Linked DNA regions of Mus musculus: all the other regions are linked to region 1. A link is a contact called in public Hi-C and promoter capture Hi-C data. All regions are on one chromosome and are shown on one strand. Each heading gives the region's core, a stretch centred on a gene start, on an enhancer-like site or on the middle of the called end of the contact. The rest is flanking DNA. Distances are from core to core; before and after follow the strand shown. Region 1 holds the start of Chaserr (CHD2 adjacent suppressive regulatory RNA). Region 2 overlaps Akap13 (A kinase (PRKA) anchor protein 13). Region 3 holds the start of AU020206 (expressed sequence AU020206).

Region 1 (4,621 bases), core at 321-2,820:
CTGTCTTTACGCAGTTATTCACCTTTACAGCACAAGAGCTCCGCAGAATGAAGACAAATATATTCAAAAATACACAAAGGTCTGAACACTCCTAGTCTTCCAACGACTGATCCTAAATTACCTCAAATAATTTTTAAATGAGTATGCAGAAACAAATTTTTTAAAACTGTTGTTTCCATACTGTTCCGTTTCTAAGCACACCTCGACTTTTATACGTGCAACAAATGCAACAAATATGGCCCCTCTTCATCGCCCATCAATGGCAGTCTTACTTCAGGATTTACACTAAGTAACTTAAAGAGCTCTGCTTTTAGAATATTTCTTAACTTTTACGGCCAAGGTTTCTAATAGTATACACTCTCTTTTAAACAAGATGAATTTTAACTTGTAAAGGGTCGGAACCGCCTCAAGTTAGATTTAACATTCAAGTGAGAAGTTGCTGATAACGGCTTTACCTACTCATTTAAAAAAGTATCAAACAGTACGGTTATGTTCAAGTATCAGGATGTCAAATGGTCTTAACGAAAGTTCTCGGTAAAAATAAGCTGTATTCATCAAACGCCATCATCTTGCACCATAATTATCAAATCTACTTCCTTTAAACTGCCTTGTTGCCGTCGTCATTTTTGAAATACTAGATGCACTCCTGTAACTTGCCTTTTCTAAAAGACAACAAACGTCACGGACGTTTAACAAGCTGAAAGGTACCTTTGCATCTAGAACACTAACAGCCGTTCTCAAAAGCAGCTTAGAAAGAGTTAAAAGCCAACACCCAACAGGGAGAAGGGGGGAAAAAGACAAGTTTTATTTTGGTTTAAGCGAAGTGAGAGGTTCCATTGTTCTTTTAGATCCGACCCCAAAGATGGGTTCCCACCTCACTGGAAAAGATTTTTAAAAGCCCATCAACGGAGGATTGTTGTTATTTCTCGCTAAGTATCGAAGTAACTCACCAGAGCAAGCAGGGGTTCCACGGCGCGGCCGCCGCCCTCTCCCCGCTGGCTCGGACCGCAGCGCGGCGCCCGGCTGGGTATGCAGCGGGAACGCGGTGGCCCGACCCCGTGCTCCCGTGGCATCGGCCCTCCGCGGCAGTGCCCGGGGCTGCGTGTGCAGAGCCAGCCGGCAGCCACCCGCCGCCCCTCCCGCCCGCGCTCAAGGACGTCGTGCTTTTCCTCCCAAGGACAAAGGACAATAAAGGGAGCAGGGGAGCTACTCACCGGGTCGAAGCGCGGCCCCTGCCGCCATCGGCTCGCTCTTCCTCGCGTGTCCAGGACGGGTCGCCCGCCGCAGCCTCCCGCCCGCGGCGCGAAGCCGCCTCCCGGCCGCGCGCGACACCAGCACCGCCGCTGCCGCAGCGGAGCCACGGGCGTCGTGGGCCCGGCCTCCCCGGGCGCTCCGGCCGCGAGCTCCCACATCGCGCGCGGCCGCCTCGCCCCAGCCGCGGCCTCCCCGCTCTCCCAGAGCCCTCCAGGACGCCGGGGTAGCGCTCCCAGCGCAGCGGCGAGCCCACGGGCCGCGGCAGACCGCCTGACAGCTGGGCTTGCTGCTGCCTCTCCGGCCATCTTGTGCCGTGTGTGGTGTCTCTCCCGTCTCCTCGCTCGGCTTTCCTCCCTCCTCCTCCTCCCCCCGCCCCACACACCACACAACATGGCCTCTTCGCTGCGGCGGGAGCTGCGGCGGCGGCTAGAGCTCCGCGGCGCTCCAGCTCGCTCCCCTCCCCCAACCTCCCGCCTGCAGCTCCGGGACCCCCAGTGCGCACGCGCGCCGACACCCGCCCGCGGCGGCCATTGGCTGGGCTAGCTTCCTGCCCTCGCTTCCCGGAGCGGCATCACGCACTTCGTTCGTACCTTCCTCCCGCCCCAACTGCATACTATTGGTCAGTTCTGAACCCACCGCTTCCATGTTCTCAGCACCAATAGGGCTTATTTAATGCCAATCATAGCCCGTGGGCGTTTCAGGAGAGAAGTCCTGACCTGCGATTGGCAGATAGTGAAACTCTGGGTTTGCGGGGAGAGACGTAACTTTCTGCTCCGCAGTGCGGACCCTCGAAGGTAGTTTGTGTACGGACGAGCCATTAAAAGCTAACCTTTCCTGTTTCTGACTTGAGATTTTTTTCGTCCACAAAGGAAGAGGAAGTGATAGAGCGAAAACGACATGATTGACAAGATAAGCAAAAACTGCAGAACCTTCCTTCTTGGGCAAGCGCCATAGCCTCAGGATTTTTTGCCCCTAAGGAACCAGACCACAGGCAGGTTATGACCAGCACATTCGCTAACCTAATATCTGACTTGATATACCACTTATTTGAGGTAATCTAGTAGCATGCCCAGTAGTCCTGAGGGCCTAACAAACCAGCCTCTTAATTCTGATTAGCTGGATCCCACATTTTAGGGCAGCGTTGTTGAAGTGGTAGTTTAAACATGTCTATCCAGCTTTCCCCCAGAGAATTACACAGTACAAGCTTCATTTCCTCTCAAAAACTCCACTCTTTTACATTTCTTCTTCCCACTTCTGCCTGGAAACAAGTTTAGGCAGAATACAAATGAATCTCTGAACCGTCTGTCCTCAAGTATCTAAGGAAGTTGTTCTCGCACAGAAGCGGAATGTGGAAATGTTTCTTTTGGCAAGGGGCTAGGGGAAAAGAAAATATGCTATTAGTTTCCATGAGGGAAAAACACTTTTAAGAAGGGGCTTGCTTGTTGAGATGAGAGGAACAGTTCTAAAATTCTCTTGAAACTTAGTTTGCTCCTGGGTTAAAAATCACATTACTTGATCATGGACCACAAAAGTCGTTCTAGTTCCCTTTTGGAGGGGTGTGGAATCAGGTCTCTTTAACATAGTGTTGGCTGTCCTGATGTTTTTTAACGTTAATTTGAGCGTGTGTATGTGTCTGTCTGTCTGTCCACATTAAGTGTCACAGCACTTAATGTACACAGGAGGTGAAAGGACACAGTATAGGAGTCGCTTCTCTCCTACATCAGGCTTGTCAGCATAGCACCTTTTACAGGTGAACCTCAGGTTGACCCTTCAAACCCTTGCTTAAAAAAAAAAAATTACACTGAGGCTGGAGAGACGGTTCAGTGATTAAGATCTCATGTACTGCTTCTCTTCCGGGAGACCTGAGCTCAGTTTCCAGCACCCACATAAGGTGACTGGAAACTAGCAGTAAGTCCAAATCCAGGGGTACCTCTGCGATGCCTTCCTCCTAGAGCACCTGCGCTCCCGTGCACACACACCCACATAGACACATGTACAGATAAGTTTAAAATTAATAGAAATAGAATTTGGAGAATAAAAATCATATACTAAAGGTGAAGAGATGACTCAGCAGTGAAGAGAACTGACTGCTCTTCCAGAGGACCTCGGGTCAATTCCTAGCACCCACATCATAGCTCAGAACTGTCGTTAATTTCCAGTTCCAGGGGATCCCATGCCCTCATCTGACCGCCAAAGCCACACACAAGGGAATATGCCTACATGCAGGAAAAGCACTCCTACACATAAAAAGAAAGATCTTTTATAAATTTTTAGAAGGAAGACAATAGCTAGGAAATATGTAGATTACTGATAGGTAGGTAGATAGATGGTAGATATGTAAGAAAAATAAGAAAAGAAAACTTCTCAGCAGATGTTCTTGAGAGGCTGAGGTGTGAGCCCATGAGTATGATCATGTTCACCCTGGGCCACATAGCAAGGCCCTATCTCAAAAACCCAGTAGGTGACTAAAGTTAATGATGCATAAGCTACTTAGGTATAAGATAAAACTTTGTACAGAGCTCAGGTGACTTCTGTGCACGTCTTGTACTAGACATACTTCCTGGCAATATACTTTGAGACGTAATGCTTTAATACAAATTAAATTTTCTCCAGGCATCATCATTTATACTCTTAGTCCTAGCCCTTGGGAGACTGAGGAAGGCAAAAAGATTGCAGTGTGTGTGTTTGAAACCATCCTGGGCTACAAGACAGCTATTTCAAAAAAGGAAAAACAAACAAAAAAAAAAAAAAAACAAAGACATGGGAGAAGACACCTCACTCAGGTGGCAGAATTCTTATCTCACGTGGCCTGGGTTCTCACTCACTTCAAGCCCCAGCAGCTCAGGAAACAGTGTGCAGACCCATAATAATCCCAGCGATCCAGAGGTGGAAACGGGAGACATCCAAAGGCATTCATTACCAATCACATTCAAATTCAAGACCAGTCTTGACACAAGAGCCATTTTTAAAAAGGAAGCCACCCGATCCAGAACACACACAACATGTACAACCAACCGATAGTGACGCTCTCTCTTCTACTGGGTAGTGGCCCAGGTGCCAATGTGTCTCATAGTCACCTATTTCACTATATGAACCAAATACTCATTAAATATGCAACTCTTCAAAAATGTTTAAGTTTTCTTCATGTAATTTGAAAAGACATCTTCTTAGAATCTAGAGTTGAATGCCAACAAGTTTGGTTTTTTTTTTCCTCTAGCCCCACCTGAACCCTGGGTCCTCCCCTTCCCCATGTGTGCCTGCCCTGCTCTTATTTACTCCCTTTTTCTATGTCATGGGATCCTCCCACTGTTACCTGAGACATCATCTAAGAGCCTGCCTTCCAGATCAATCATTAGGAAGGCCTCTA
Region 2 (4,805 bases), core at 1,981-4,480, 2.0 Mb after region 1:
TGGGGTAAAAATGTTGCTGTACAAGCATGGCAATCTAAGTTTGGGTCCCCGCACCCTGTAAAAAGCCAAGTGTAGTGGCTTCCATTTCAAACACCAGTGCTGGGTGGTGGAGACAGACCCTGGGAGCTCCCTGGTCACCACTCCCACAAGCGCCTCCAACCTACCCCACAAAAGTTTGATAACTCTCCAAGTACAGAAGAACACCAAGAATCATGGGCTGGGGAACCAGCAAATGGAAATTATGAATTCTGAAACTTGAGAGGAGGAGGAGGAGCAGTCTGGGAGGTAGAGGTTAATGGCAGAGCTCCATGCTGTGAGAGCAAAGCAGCCTGGGTAAAAGTCCACTTACATTGCTAACTTTGCCCTCTTTTGAACCTAATTCACATGACTTTAATTTACATGAAGACACAGTAAAATATGAAAAAGTGTGGATGGTTATTTAACCAATCTGAGATATAAATACGAAGTGGTTTTACTCAAAAATAAAATGGAACACCACATGACAGCTGTATTGTAAATCTCAGAAAAGATGAAAGTAGCCTTATGTAGCATTTCACTTATATGAACTTTTCAAATAGGCAAAAAGCATGAAAAACTCAAAGTAGTGGTTGGCTTTAGTAATGAAGCCCTGACCAGAAAAGGGCATAAAGGAACTTTGTGTGATGTTCATAATGTTCTACATTTTGATGGGAGTTTGACAATCCAGGTGTCAAATGGGCTAGAGGTGGTGGTACTTGCCTTTAATCCCAGCACACGACAAGCAGAAGCAGCCAGATCTCTCTGAGTTTCAAGGCCAGACTGGTCTTTATAGCGAGTTCTAGGACAGGCAGAACTACATAGTGAGACCTTGTCTCAAAAGAGTATCAAATGTTATACTTGTATTTTCCTGTATCTTAGTCATTTAATTCCCATATTGAATTCTAGTTGATGGTACCCATCAAGTTAGTCTGGTGTCTTCAGCTCCCTTTGAATGAGTAAATACTTGAAGAATAAATACTTGATAAAGCAAATACATTGATAGAATATTTATTGTAGGACATAAGTTGTTGAATATCTGATGAATGCATTGTTCTTCCAAATTACATGTGCTTTAAATGCTAATAGAAGATGGGGAGTGGGGCTGAAAGCAGCCGCATTGGGCTTTGGGCTTTATGGTAACTCGCCTTATGGTGACTCAGAACAAAGGAACTTAAAAGAGTAGAGGCTGGAAAGGAAGCTACTTTAAGGACATAATACCTGATAAGGCTGGACTTAACCAGCTCTGGAAAAAACATACCCACATATTTCCTGGTCTGTAAGTGCTTAGCACTTTGGTGTTTTGATAAGGTTGTCAGGATGTTTGTGAGAGGCATAAAGCACAAGTCAGAAGTATTTAATACTGATGAGAGTTTTTTCTGCCTTTTCTCTAAGTCTTGCCACTTCTTCAGAGGCTATATTTATTAAAGCTTTATGATTGGAAACATAATTATTTCTTCAAGGACATTATTTTCTCTGGTTTCTTGTGGGAGTAAGGTTTAGTTCTTAAGAATCCTGAGAATCAAACCCAGCCCCCATGTTTGCTCAGCAAGTGTTCTGTTCTTGAGCAGTCCCCTGCACCCCTGCCCCATCCCTGAAGCATTGATTTTAGTCTCCATTTGTGCTTGAACACATAGCAAATCTTGAGTTGATCCATGCATAAATAGGATTTGGGAGAGAAACATGAAAGACCATTTGCTTTTAATGAAATTTATATTGGTCACAGGCAAGTGACATTAGGAAACAGTGAGTTCGGGACTGGATAAATATCTCCGTGATTAAGAACTGGTAGAGGACCTGCGTTCAGTTCCCAACACTCAAGTCAAGGTGCTCACAGCTCCCTGGAACTCCAGCTCCCTCTTCTCTCAGATACTGCACTGTCGTGAAAAGTCCCCCAGCCCCAAAGAAATGAAATCTCTTTTTAAAAATTATTTTTAAAAAATGCACCTCATTGTTCACTCCTGTTGTGATATTCACATATAGAAGAATCTGACAAAAGGAAAACACTAGGTTCATCCAAGAAGTCTAGAATGCTTTGGCCCTAGGACCTGCCCTCACACAAGACAATGAGCTAGGAAAAGGGTGTTGCTAGTGAAGTTAGCATGTACTTCGAAGCCCAAGAACAGGGCCAGAGGCAGAGAAAGGGTGAAGGACCCTACAGCCAGGCGTTAGTCTAGCATTTCACCTACCCTTCTCTGTTACAGCAGCTCTCAGTGAGGGGATGGTGGCTTGCTCACGGGAATATGAAAGTGAAGCTCTGAGAAGCAAGTGAGCCATGCCTAGTCACTTCTATGATTAAGGCCAGGCCTGGACCCACTTTTGCCTGATCTGAAGCCCTTTCTTGTCCTACCCACACTCTTAGTGACCCAGTATGCCAAGAAGGATCCCTCATTTCTAGTGAACTCAGCCCAAGCACTTGTTTTCTCGCCGAAAGTTATTAGTGTAGTCTTACAGTTCATCCCATTGTACCTGAAGATTCATTTCGTTTTCTCATTAAGCAAACACAAGGTTGGTAGTGCCAGAAATTCGATATGCCCTTAGTGTGAGGGACTAAAGACCTGTATGTACTTAACAAGTCTAACCTGTTTGTAGTGTTTAACTAGCCAATTCCTGTCTGAGCGTTCTTTAAAAAGTAATTATACCCTTCAGATTATACCCATTTGAGTCCTGAAAACTGTTCACCTTAGATCCAAGGAACTGCATTTACTTCTATTATTGTTGTCGTTTTTTTGTTTTTGTTTTGTTTTTGGTTTTGTTTGTTTGTTTGTTTGTTTGTTTTTTAATGGAAGGAGCATAGTGGGGACACCTGTATTAACCTCTCTGAAAAAGCACAGCTATGGCTTGGTTCTCTATGTGCGTATTTGTCTGCTGTTGAAGATTTTGTGTCACAATTTTTTTCTAGCTTTATTTTTGCCTTTACTTGAAAGGCGATTTTTACCTGGAATAAAGTTGTTGGCTGCATGTTACAGATGACCTTCACGGTGCTAGATACTTGAAGGCAACAGTGTGTCTGCCTAGACTGGTCTTCTATTGCCAGTGGGGTTTGGCTCTTTGTTGGTGGTGGTTGTTACAGGCTTTAATTTTCATGCTCTTCCCCCGTTCACAGACGGTGGCCCTCGGGAAACCCTGATGCACTTTGCTGTGCGGCTGGGACTGCTGCGGTTGACATGGTTCCTGTTACAGAAGCCAGGTGGCCGTGGAGCTCTCAGCATCCACAACAAGGAAGGGGCAACGCCTGTGAGCCTGGCACTGGAGCGAGGTTATCACGAACTTCACCAGCTTCTGACTGAGTGAGTGTCTCTTCCCGGTCCCCTCTTGTCAGTCTCCACCCCACATTTCAGAGCAGTACAGCCCACTGGCTCTGCACCTCGCCTGTGCTGCAGGAGGGCTGGAAGCTTGCTCCTGCCAACTGCTTCGTTGTAGGAGCCCCGCGTGAGTCATGTTACCACTTTTCTTTCTCTTGTCTCTGTTTTCACTGCTTCTTGCCACTGTCTTTTATTGAGAACGCAATGGCATCTTGTCCGTGGAGGTAGTGTAATGTTACTAATGTATAGATTATATGACCGAGTAGAGGAAGAAACAAGTTTTCCTGTGATACGTTTTGTTTTTTTCCTGTAATGTCTTCAGGACATGAACAAGATAATTAGAAGTTAATAGTTAGGTATTGTAATTGTATATAAAATATGGTAAAAGTTGAATTTTGGTTTGAATGCGATTTCTGTGCATAAAGTTAAGAGAAGTAGTTTCTTATGAGTACAGTTAAAAGCAGTTACATTGTTGTAGAAGTATGCAGTAGGAAATCCTGTTTGTCTTTGGGGTCAGTTCTGTGTTTCTTTAAAGCCTCCTGTGGAGGAAGACTACTAGTCAAAACATTGAAGAATGTGTTTTTCCTTTATAAATAAAGGAATAAATGCTTGACAGTAGCCAATGCTTCTTCGTTGGAATATTTTCTTGCTTAGTATATTTTTACTAGTTTTATGATCATGATTTTTCTATCATGTGAGCCAAAACTGTATTGGTTCCCTGTTTCTCCTATTGAGGGATCCTTGTAAACTCAGGCAGTATTTCCAGAGTCCCACATATTATCCTTTGCTTGAGTCAAACTTCATGTAGTTGGATATCCATGTCATTGTTAATCACATGTGAACAAGGTAATCAGGAAGGACCAGGACGAGGACTCTAGAATTTAAGACAGCTTACAGTTATATAAGCGGAACTCTTTTTGTTGTTGTTGTTGCTCCTGTTGTTTGTTGCACTTGCTGGGCTTATAGCTTTCCCAGTCAAGCCAGGCAGAAACGTCGTTGCAGACAGCTTTGCAATGAGAGGTGCTGAGATGCAACAGTGGAAAGAAGGGCACTCTTCATCTTGGATGAGCTTTGGACACCTGAGCTCTCACATTCCAGAATGTAGTCTATTCTGTTCCTCCATGCTTACCTTCTGGCCTGTGATCAGTTTCATTCTGTGGTTTGCCTCATGGTTTCAGAGAGGGCTGCATTGTTCTAAAAATTAAAACAATTAACTCAGAACAGCTATTACTATTTTCAAAGGCAGTTCCTCCGGATTTGATGTTACAGCTGGGTGTTTGCTGGGAAGTGGAGCTTGTTATGGACTGCCGTCCAAATGGGGAAATAAGGTGGTTGCAACAGCTTCATTATATGTTTAGACCTGGGTGTCACAAGATGGTTATTGTAGCATGATTTGAAATTTGGGATATAATTATTCTTGGAGATTTTTACTTTAAAACTGAAGGTCACTAATGATTCATCTTACAGGGGAAGGTGAGGGGAAGT
Region 3 (4,229 bases), core at 571-3,070, 2.2 Mb after region 1:
GGGTTTGGATTGAGATGGGCACTGACAGGAGTGAAGCAGTGGGGAGTTCTGTATGTAGGGTTTACTAGTCTTGTTACCCATTTTGTCTTCCAGTCACCCCAAACCCAAACCTCAGAAGACTCAGGACAAAAACAAAAAACAAAACAAAACAAAACAAAAAACAGAAAAGGCAAACAAAACAGAACAGGACACACAGGACCAAGAAGGCAGTGTGACCTCTCCCTAGTGCCCTGGACAGGAGTTCATCTATCTCCTAAGACACTGTATCCAGATGGGATCCTAGTAGAAGAGGACCAGATGTTACGTAAGGAAAGCAATGACTTACCAATGAAGGCTCCTCATCCAGGTGCTTGCTGGGTTTCTTTTCCTGCAGCTGTGGACCTCCGAACTGAAATCAAGCCTGCAGGGGCCTTGGAACGTCTCAAGGTGCACACCCTGGGCAGTGGTGCTCTGGTACCTGAGGTTTGAAGGGAAGGGTCCAGGTTCTGAATTTGGGTAGGGATTTGTTAAAGCTACCCTCCGCCCTAGCTTAGCCCCTCCCCCCCCGCCCCCCCACCCCCCCCTCCGTCCCCCGCCCCCCCCCCCCAATTTAGCTGTAACCCTCCTGCCTCATGCTTGTCAGCCACCTCATACTGCTGACAACAGTTTGGCTCAGAGAGAGATCAAGTTGGCCATATATCCTGTTCTGTTCTGAGGTTCTTAGAAATTCCCCAACCACAGCCTTCACTTGGGACCAACCAAAATAGAAACCAGCTTCAACTGTTATGCCTAAACTAGTAACAACTTGGGAAAGGCAGACCACCTGCAGCCCGCCCAGTACCTGCTTATAAAAGCTCCCTGTGGGGTTTTAACCTCTATAAACTGACCCTAGAAAACATTCAGGGTTGTAGCTTCCAGCTGTAGAGTCTGAGCTACATCTCTGATTGATCAATCTTAGGATGTGCGTTCGATAAACTATCCCTGACTGAAATCTATGTTTATACAGTTTATGGACCCTAACAGCTTCTTATATCACTGGAGCCTCCAAAATTAATTAATTTATTAATCCCACCGAATGAGGATAAAGAACACCTTATTCCGTGCACAGCCAAGTCTGTGCACAGCTGTCTCCCCCTAAATTTCCCATACTTCTCTTATAGGACAAAACCAATGGGAGAGAGAGGTATTTTGCAAGCAGGCGGGTTTACAGAGAGCACAAGGCAGTTATAGAACTCTTCCTGGAGCACAAGGTACAAAACATCTGTCGGGCACAGCCTAACTCCAAGAAACAGAATATTAAAACTTTTACCCCAGTCGGGTCTACAAAGTGAGTTCCAGGACAGCCAGGGCTACACAGAGAAACCCTGTCTCAAAAAACAAACAAAACAAAACAAAAAACTTTTACCTAGCCGGGCAGTGGTGGTGCACGCCTTTAATCCCAGCACGTGGGAGGCAGTGGCAGGTGGATTTCTGAGTTCGAGTCCTGCCTGGTCTACAAAGTAAGTTCCAGGACAGCCAGGGCTACACAGAGAAACCCTGTCTCGAAACCCTCTAGCCCCCACCCCACCCCAAAAAACTTTAACCTAACTGAGGCAGAATCTCAAAATGACTCCTGGTCTTAAATGGAGTCCGGCTGCTATCTCGACCCAAACTCCCCGACCCAGTAAACCGGACCCACGGTTCCACACGCTTCCGGGCGCTCCTGCCGCAAGGAGGCCGTCCGGATAACGGGCACTGCGAACACGGTCGGCCAGGACTCAACCCGGTACTCACCATGCAGCTCACGCACTGCAAGTCCCTGCCGCCGCCGCCGCCGCTGACGCAGTGCTGCCGCCAAAAAGCCAATTTCTCCCCAATTCCCGCCCCATTTTATGGTTCCTAAGCACAAAAGCCAATCAGAGGCCGTAGATTTGTGACGGATGGCCCGACGAACCCATACTACAGCTGCATTTGGAGGAAGGGGTGGGCTGCCCCAGCCTCTGGTCCAGCGAGGGGCCGGGAGGGGAAAGAAAAGTTAGTGCCACCTGATTCTTTTTTTGTTTGTTTGTTTTCGAGACAGGGTTTCTCTGTATAGCCCTGGCTGTCCTGGAACTCACTTTATAGACCAGGCTGGCCTCGAACTCAGAAAAAAGAACAAAGGATTCATATATTTTTGCCTCCCACACCTAGTTAGATTGCAACGCAAATGTTTTAATCCGCCCCCACCCCCACCCAGTAAAACCCTGGTTTAGTAGTGGCGCACACCTTTAATCCCAGCACTCGGGAGGCAGAGGCAGGCAGATTTCTGAGTTCGAGGCCAGCCTGGTCTACAAAGTGAGTTCCAGGACAGCCAGGGCTACACAGAGAAACCCTGTCTCGGAAAAAAAACAAAAGCCAAAACCAAAACCAAAACCAAAACCAAATCTTGGTTTACTCAAGGCAACAAACTGCATTCCAGGAGTCCCATGGCCTGCAGCAGTGACCTTGTAAAGATGAAGCATGGTGTGAGTATCTACATCTTAAGTCAGCCACACATTCACATTTGCTGGGGCTTGATCATTATTGAAAATAAGCCAAGGGTAGATGTGTTCTGCTTCTCCCCACGCCCCTTTCCTTCTGCATGAAGCCAGCTCAGTCATCGGGGTCTCAAAGGAGGGAGGGAGGTTAAAGAAAGAAAAGACAATTAAACAACATTATAACACGACCCCAACCAGGGCTGATGTGGGTTTATTTTTCTCCAGCTTGCTTTTATGTCATCTAAGGTCAGTTCTTAGATTAAAGACAATGTAGTCAAACAAGGCAATAAACAGGATGACCAAGACACAAGGAACACAGTACATTATTCTTATCTGAGCCTCCTCCCTTGTCCTCCAAGCCAAAAGTAAATATTCTTGCCAATATCCTTGAAGCTGCATCAAGGACTCTCCACACTGTGAGTATCCACATCTTAAGTCAGCCACCTATCCACTGAGGTTTGACCATCACTGAAGATAAGCCAAGGGTCAGATGTGTTCTGTTTCTCCTCATGCCCCTTTCCTTCTGTGTGACTCAGAAATGTATTCATGCCCCTTTCCTTCTGTGTGACTCAGAAATGTATTATTAAGAGAGACCAGAAACAAAAAAAAAAGAGACCAGATACTGCCGGGCAGTGGTGGCACACACCTTTAATCCCAGCACTTGGGAGGCAGAGGGAGGCAGATTTGAGTTCAGGGCCAGCCTGGTATACAGAGTGAGTTCCAGGACAGCCAGGGCTACACAGAGAAACCCTGTCTCGAAAAACCAAAAAGAAGGAGGAGGAGGAGATGAAGTGGGGGGGAGGAGGAGGAGGAGGAGGAGGAGGAGGAGGAGGAAGAGGAGGAAGGAGGAGGAGGAGGGGGAGGAGGAGGATGAAGGAGGAGGAGGAGGAAGAAGAAGGAGAAGGAGAAGGAGAAGAAGAAGAAGAAGAAGAAGAAGAAGAAGAAGAAGAAGAAGAAGAAGAAGAAGAAGAAGCAGCTGCTGCCTCTGCTCTTTCCGAGGTCCTGAGTTCATTCAAATTTCAGCAACCACATGGCGGCTTACAACCATCTGTAATGGGATCCGATGCCCTCTTCTTGTGTGTCTGAAGACAGTGACAGCATATGGACATACATAAAATAGACAATCTTTTAAAAGGGGAAGGAGGAGGAGGAGGAAACAGAGGAGAAGGGTTTTCACCTGAAGAGTCTCTGTCACAATATCAGTTCCCAAGGCTGTGCTATATCTGTGACCTGTCAGTTTGCTGGTGAAATTATAAGTAGCAAAGAAGGGTGGCAAGATGAAGGGCAGTTCTGCCATCAACGAGATGGTGACCCAAGAATACACCATCAATGTTCACATGCACATCCATGGAGTAGGCTTCAAGTAGTGTGCTCTTAGGGCACTCAAAGACCATGAAGGAATGGGGAACTCCAGATGTGCCCATTGACACCAGGCTCAATAAAGCCTTCTGGGCTGAGGGAATAAGGAATGTTCCTTATTGCATCCGAGTACATTTGTCCAGAAAACATAATGGGGATGAGGAGTCACCAAACAAGCTCTACACATTGGTAACTTACTCTTACGTGCCTGTTCCACATTCAAAGATCTACAGTCAATGTGGGTGAGAACTAACCTGCTGAATGCCAAATAAAGCTGCAGAACCACCGAAGAAGGAGGAGGAGGAGGAGGAAAGGAGGAAGAGGAGGAAGAAAGAAAGAAAAGGAAAAAAGAAAACCTGGGTGTTGAATTTTCACCAGACCTGACAATAACTCTTT

Evidence for each region. Promoter capture Hi-C pulls out the DNA fragments that hold promoters and counts their contacts. Hi-C and Micro-C count contacts between places; a contact is called where the count stands out from the background.
Region 2: a Hi-C map of B cells shows a contact between it and region 1, with 5 read pairs. The contact joins the enhancer-like site here to the promoter of Chaserr in region 1. A contact is called at or near these places in 2 of 484 Hi-C or Micro-C datasets (B cells and spermatogonial stem cells) and 1 of 115 datasets of contacts at active chromatin or transcription factors (bone marrow-derived dendritic cells).
Region 3: a promoter capture Hi-C map of the C10 cell line shows a contact between it and region 1, with 7 times the contacts expected there. The contact joins the promoter of AU020206 here to the promoter of Chaserr in region 1. A contact is called at or near these places in 1 of 39 promoter capture datasets (the C10 cell line) and 1 of 484 Hi-C or Micro-C datasets (B cells).

Annotation. Positions count from the first base shown.
Region 1 is chr7:73,556,825-73,561,445 of GRCm38.p6, forward strand. It overlaps Chaserr (CHD2 adjacent suppressive regulatory RNA), which reads right to left and starts at 1,571. Exons shown (of 5, transcript NR_037569.1): 1 at 1,215-1,571. RefSeq lists a cis regulatory region at 1,053-2,142.
Region 2 is chr7:75,583,036-75,587,840 of GRCm38.p6, forward strand. Akap13 (A kinase (PRKA) anchor protein 13) reads left to right here. Exons shown (of 37, transcript NM_029332.1): 5 at 3,122-3,305. Among named protein-coding and RNA genes, the nearest start is that of Akap13, 130 kb to the left of the region's middle. Within about 2 kb of position 3,231, at least 178 of the 459 cell types and tissues checked have an H3K27ac peak or open chromatin away from gene starts, as enhancers often do. A contact at or near this core is called in B cells and bone marrow-derived dendritic cells, where this site is marked.
Region 3 is chr7:75,780,300-75,784,528 of GRCm38.p6, forward strand. AU020206 (expressed sequence AU020206) reads right to left here and starts at 1,821. Exons shown (of 3, transcript NR_165329.1): 1 at 1,753-1,821; 2 at 326-457. RefSeq lists a cis regulatory region at 1,442-2,184.